2 separate regions of the Ovis aries genome follow, and region 1 is linked to region 2. The links are chromatin contacts, called in public Hi-C maps. All regions are on one chromosome and are shown on one strand. Each heading gives the region's core, a stretch centred on a gene start, on an enhancer-like site or on the middle of the called end of the contact. The rest is flanking DNA. Distances are from core to core; before and after follow the strand shown.

The links. Hi-C and Micro-C count contacts between places; a contact is called where the count stands out from the background.
Region 1: a Hi-C map of tail adipose tissue shows a contact between it and region 2, with 2.0 times the contacts expected there. The contact joins the promoter of SLC39A8 here to the enhancer-like site in region 2. A contact is called at or near these places in 2 of 16 Hi-C or Micro-C datasets (mixed tissues and tail adipose tissue).

What each region holds. Positions count from the first base shown.
Region 1 is chr6:22,786,403-22,789,273 of ARS-UI_Ramb_v3.0, forward strand. It overlaps SLC39A8 (solute carrier family 39 member 8), which reads left to right and starts at 1,348. Exons shown (of 8, transcript XM_060416848.1): 1 at 1,348-1,485; 2 at 1,916-2,389. The coding sequence starts at 2,171.
Region 2 is chr6:22,708,168-22,711,169 of ARS-UI_Ramb_v3.0, forward strand. No RefSeq gene overlaps it. Among named protein-coding and RNA genes, the nearest start is that of NFKB1, 46 kb to the left of the region's middle. Within about 2 kb of position 1,579, at least 8 of the 54 cell types and tissues checked have an H3K27ac peak or open chromatin away from gene starts, as enhancers often do. A contact at or near this core is called in tail adipose tissue, where this site is marked.

The DNA.
Region 1 (2,871 bases), core at 98-2,597, 78 kb after region 2:
AATATTTGGCCTTTGGCACCAATGTAATTCTGTAAATTAGTAACAGCAAACACACAGATTTCATAATTGGAAGGGACACACCATAAAGATCATTTGGTTGATATTCCTCCAAGGCAGGAATCCTACTATATACCCATGAGTTTGAATCACTTTCAATCACGCGGAAATCACTACCTCCCAAAGCAGTTGTGCCTTATTTTCTGCAGAAATCTTCCTCTTGGTAACTTTTTCCTCTTACTGCTGCCTTCCGTGCTCTGTGGTTAGAACACAGGCAAACCTTCTTCGTGGGCTTCCCTGGTGGCTCAGTGGTAAAGAATATGCTTGCAAAGCAGGAGATGCAGTTCTGATCCCTGGGGAAGATCCCCTGGAACAGGCAATGGCAACCTATTCAGGACTCTTGCCTGGGAAGCCCAGGGATAGAAGAGCCTGGTGGGCTACAGTTCATGGGGTCACAGAAGAGTTGGACACAACTTTAGTGACTAAACAACAACAAAATTTTCTCCATAGGGACAGTCCTGCAGATATGTCCCCCTAGATCCTCATCCTTCTGGAATTTTCTCTCCATGTCTCATTCTTCCACCAAGTTCCTCGTGGGAAATGAGATAGCCTGCCCCTTGACTGGATTTAGTGCCTCTTTTAAAACGTGCAGTTTTAGGAAGCCATGCACTCTCCCGCGTGAAATACAAGAACAGCACTCTGAATTCCTCTTTCCGTCTTTCAGTCACAGTGAATCGTGGTTTCAGTTTATTTCTGGACAGTGGTAGCTACCAGAAACAACCTTTGCCCTCAAACATCGCGTTCACTTTGCACAAACTTGTTGACCTTACACCTAAGTCGGGTTTTCTTGAACTCTCATCTGAACAAACAAACAATTCACTCTGATCTGCGGATATCCCGTGCGGCGTCAGGAAGGGCCGGGTAGAGCAGTGCCGGCTCTGAGCTCGCCACCACCGCTCCAGATTGGGTTTCCTTTTTCTCTTGACGTTAAGAAGTAAGACAAAAAAGCAATTCCGGCTAATCTCTTAGAAAATGCTGAGGGTTCCAGGCTCCATTTCAGGAAGCTGGTTTCAACAAGGTAACAAAGAGATCACCAAGGTCAGAAAGGAGGCGAGAGAGATCGACCAGGAGGTGGCATTCAGGTAACTCCCCGAGGGTGAGGGTGGGGAGCCGGCGCCGCCGCGGGTAGGAGTGCGCCCCGCCCGCCAAGAGGCGAGGGCAGCGGCTGTGCGCCCCGGCGTGGACGCGCGCGGGAGTCCAGGCCGGAGAGCGTGTCACCACGTGCTGCGGGGAGGCGGGGACAGGGCCCTCCTCCTCCGGTTATTTGTAAAGAGCGCGGGGCCGGAGCTCAGAGTTTTTACATCGGACTCGCCAGGGATAGTCTTGAGAGAGGGGGAGGGAGGGTGTGGGGGAAAGAAAGAAGGTGAGAGACAGGGACTGACTTACGTGGACAAAAACAGACGCCGAAATACGCAGGCGAGGTGAGAGGTTAGCAGGTCAGCTCACCTACTTCTCTGCTTGCCAAAGAAGATCTGGGCGATCTGGGAGAAGGAGGGTCCCGTTTAGACGGTCAAACCCCGGGACTCCGAAGGGGCCATTTCCTGCAGCTGCCCGGGGACTGCACGCCTCACCCCTTCTAAGTTTGCAGATGGAATTAATCAGAAAGAAAGGAAGGGGAGGTGGGGTTCTGTAGCCACTGTAGTTTTCTTCCTAAAAAGTGACGGGCTTTAGATCCGGAAGGAGCATGTGGCATCACACTGCAAGCTAATCCTGGAATGTTTGCAAACTCCGCTCCGGAGCAGTTGGCCCCAAGCCCGGCGGGGCGTCCGAGGGCTCCGGCCTCGCAGTGCCCCCGAGGCCGACCGGCGGGTAGCCAGGTGGCCTTTATCTCTGTCCCCCTTTGTCCTTTTTATCTCAGGCTCTCCAGGAGGCCCGGGGGCCCGCTCTGTCTATCGCTCCCACCCCCCGGGCTGCACCGCCACTTCAATGCCCGGCAGGTCGCGGGCTGCTGCTATTTCGAAGGCGCCGGAGGACCAGGTGCGCCCCGCGCCACCGCTGACCCGGACCGGCGCCGACGCCTGACCGGCGTCCTTGGGCACCGACGCGGCTGCGCCCGGCACGTCCCTGTGCGCTCCAGTCCGTTTTGGGCCCGTGAGGGGCAACCGCGGCCAGGATGGCTCCGGGTCGAGCGGTGGCTGGGCTCCTGCTGTTGGCGGCCGCTGGCCTCGGAGGGGAGGCCGAGGTGCCCGGGCTCGCCTTCAGCGAGGATGTGCTGAGCGTGTTCGGCGCCAACCGGAGCCTGTCGGCGGCGCAGCTCGGGCGCCTGTTGGAGCGGCTGGGAACCGCCCCCGTCGAGGGCGCCCCCGAGCCGGGACAGCTGCACTTCAACCAGGTAGGGCCGGGCCGCCCTTCCCCAAACGCCGGGGTGTCCGGAGACGTCCATTTGTACTTGAACGTTGATTAAACGGGACGAGCGCAGGAGAAAGAACTTGGTTTTGTCTCTCAAGTGTGAGGCGGGTCCTGTTTTTTTTTTACTGGATCTGACTTTCTAGCCGAGGTTAAAGGGCTGGTGGTGACAAGGCAACCAGAAACTGCAGTTTTATGCCTGATGAGTTGAGCCGTCGGACGCTTGTGGTTATAAGATTTTATGCAAAAGTTTATGAAGTAGTTGAGTGCGGGAAGCACCTTGAGAGATGCGTTTGAGATAGGAATGGAGTACTGAAGTCTTCCTGGCAGAGATAGTGGCTTACAGGCACCCCCGTTAACAGCTGCTTGGTGGGTAACAGCTGCTAGCAAGGTATAATGTAGTTCTGTCTTTCCCCTGTAAGTTACATGAGGCACTTAGGGCTGAAGGGCTTATTGTATAGAGACCAG
Region 2 (3,002 bases), core at 329-2,828:
AATTTATCCTCCTTGCCTTTTAGTAAGACTCAGAAATCAGGAGCAAATTAAGTCTGAAAGAAAGAAAACTTTATAATTCCTTCTTCCCAGATAAGGGATCAACATGTCAGCACTGGCTTCCTCCAAACTTGATAATGCCCAGCATTTTCTGAGTGTGTGAATGATCATACAGTTTGAAGGCTAAGTGAATGATTCACAGATGTGTTCTACACATCTGCAAAACTGGAATGGAGTACATCATGACTCTTCATTTCCATAATGCTTGTCTTTATTTGCAAATGTTCACTCTGTATTTTCCCTTCCGTGAACCTTCTGAATATAGCTTGATTTTGATTAATCTTCCTTAAAGTCACTTATGCTAACTGTAGAAATTATTAAAGTCTGAAAAAAATGCAATGCTATGATTCTTCAATGTGAATTTGAGGTTAGAAGATTTTAAATTAATGAATCTCTCTGGTAAAAATGAAATGTTTCACCTCTCAGACAATTTATTCTATATGTAATTATTTTCATGATTTCATGTTATGCTTCCTAAGGTTTTTAAGCTTTACACATTTTTGTTTAAATATGAATAGCAAAATGTTGTATTTTGAATTTAAAATAAATTACATAAAGCAAATGAACAAACAAACAGAAGCAAAATCATCAATATGAAGAACAAATGTGGTTAACAGCAGCAGGGGGAGGGATGGGGAGTGGCAAGTATGTGATTAAGAGTTAAAACTACTATGTATAAAATAAATAAGATGCAAGGATATAATGCATAGCACAGAGAATATAGTCAATATTTTATAATACGTTTAAATGGAGTATAATCTGTAAAGATATTGAATCATTATATTGCACACCTGAAACTAATATAATATTGTAAATTAATAACATCAATAAAAAAGTAAAATAAGTGATCTATTGATAACTCTTTGAACTTCATAGATTTTCAAGCTATTAATAAAATTTATTTGTACTAAAATGTCCTTTCTGTAATTAACCAAGTTTTATTATAGAATTACGTAGGTATACAGTCAGAATGTGAAGGGCAACTTTAAATCTAAAATTCTCTCTTGATTATTAAGAAATCCTCCTTCCTTTCTTCCTTCTTTCCATCAATCTTTCATCCCTGTTTCCTCTGTCTGTCTGTCTCTCTCTTTTTTTAGAGATGATCTCAGTCTGGAATAAACATTCTTGCGAAACTGGCCAGGATTTTCGCCAAGCGTAGTGTGTACACGTCAGCTGTTTTCTGGAAAATAATTGCACCGTGTGACAATGTCTATTATTTTAATTAGTACTGAGGAATGCCTCCAAGATATTTCATCAGGTCAGTCTGACAAAGGCAATGGCTTTTCATTTCCTGAAATGCTGATTAAGCAGATAGATGACATTTGACCTTTTGTATAGATGAACAAAATAATTGTTATAATTAAGCCAGAACTCACAGAAGTAATAAAACCACTCCCCAAGTTCACAAAAGGCTTTAGTACCTGAATCCTGAGAACAGGGCATCTTTTAGAGTGCAGTGTTCAAATTACCCAAAGGAAATAGTAACTGACCTCTATTTGTGGGAAGGCCACTCTCTGGGAAGATCCTGGCGTGCCTGGGGAGATCAAAGTCGTTTTGTCATAAGCTTCCAAGGCTTAGTCAGTCAATGGGAGCTGTTATATTTCCAGGATACTTGCCTGTATTTCTGTGTTAAATTCAAGAAGCATTGATTCCAAGATCTGAACACACCTCCAGAAACTGACAAACTTGAAAACACAGTTTTCAACAGTGCTGGAGAGGGGAACGGAAGCTTTATTTTCTCTTTCCACTGCTGTTCCCCAGAACCACTGTCAGATAAACTAAAGATCAGGACAAGAAGTGTTCATCTGAAAAGGAAGACATTTTGTAATCATCGTGCTGTGTTTCATAGTATCAACAGGATTTTGTAATATAAAAAAGCACACATTTATATACTGGTTTTGTATGTCTCCTGTGTGAATAAAGGTGAACAAAGGTGGTTAGTCAGTTTTATTGTGAGGCTTTGTGGAGGTTGGCAGGCCACACCCTGTGGGTGGACTCCTCTCCTGTCAAAGAGGTGGTAAGATGACAGTCAGTCCTCCTGGGCAGAGGAGGTTTTCAGACTGGAACTGGACTGATACTGGTTGGAGGAAAGGATTCTCCTCCTCTGCTGGGTCTTCATCTCTTAGTCTGAATAAACTAGGAGACGCTGGCCTGTGCTTGTGGGTGGTGGGTTCTGAGACACTGCACAAGCACTTAGGCGCTGGCATGTAGGTCAAGCTGGGTTTCAGAAGCGGACGTCATAGTCTGCAAGTGTTGTCATCTCTGTGAGGGACTGACTCTGCTCTGCCTCCACTTAGTATTTTAAAATGCTGTGTTTTCCCATTTTCTATCTGGTTCTTCTCTCCATTTCTGAGTGATGACAAGAAGTTCAACACTGATAAATTGTCATCTCTGCATCGCATAGGAACCCTGGGCCTTATTCAATCCAGGGGATCCAGGGAAAGCTATAATGTGGGTCTGTGTTGTTGCCACTATCCCTTTTCATTGCCTGCCCTTACAGTGTTGCGCAGTGGGGAGGATCTGCCTGGAATGTCCTCTCTTGTGCTAAACTTAGCGACAGGGAAGCCTGCTCAGGCCTCCAAGCCCCAGTAGCAGTGCCCAGACTCTCACAACGTGTGCTGTATTTGAGGCTCTGCCACATACAGCAGGCTGTGTGTGTGTGTGGGCCTGGTCCTCCCCCTTGCTGTTGGGGGAATTACCTACCAGGGTTGAATTAGAATAAGGGTAGGGAAGGGATAATTTAGGTTTAATTAACTTCATTCAATAATTTAATTCTTTTTTCTACCCAAAATGGCAGCACAGATTTCTCATGTTTTTTCTGCCTCTAAATCCTACTTGGTAATTATATATAAAGTTTCTTCTGTTCTAAACATAAGAAGAAGGAAAGAGAATATTGGTGAGATTCTGTTGACTTAGGTTGGGCATATTAACATAGGAAACAAGCA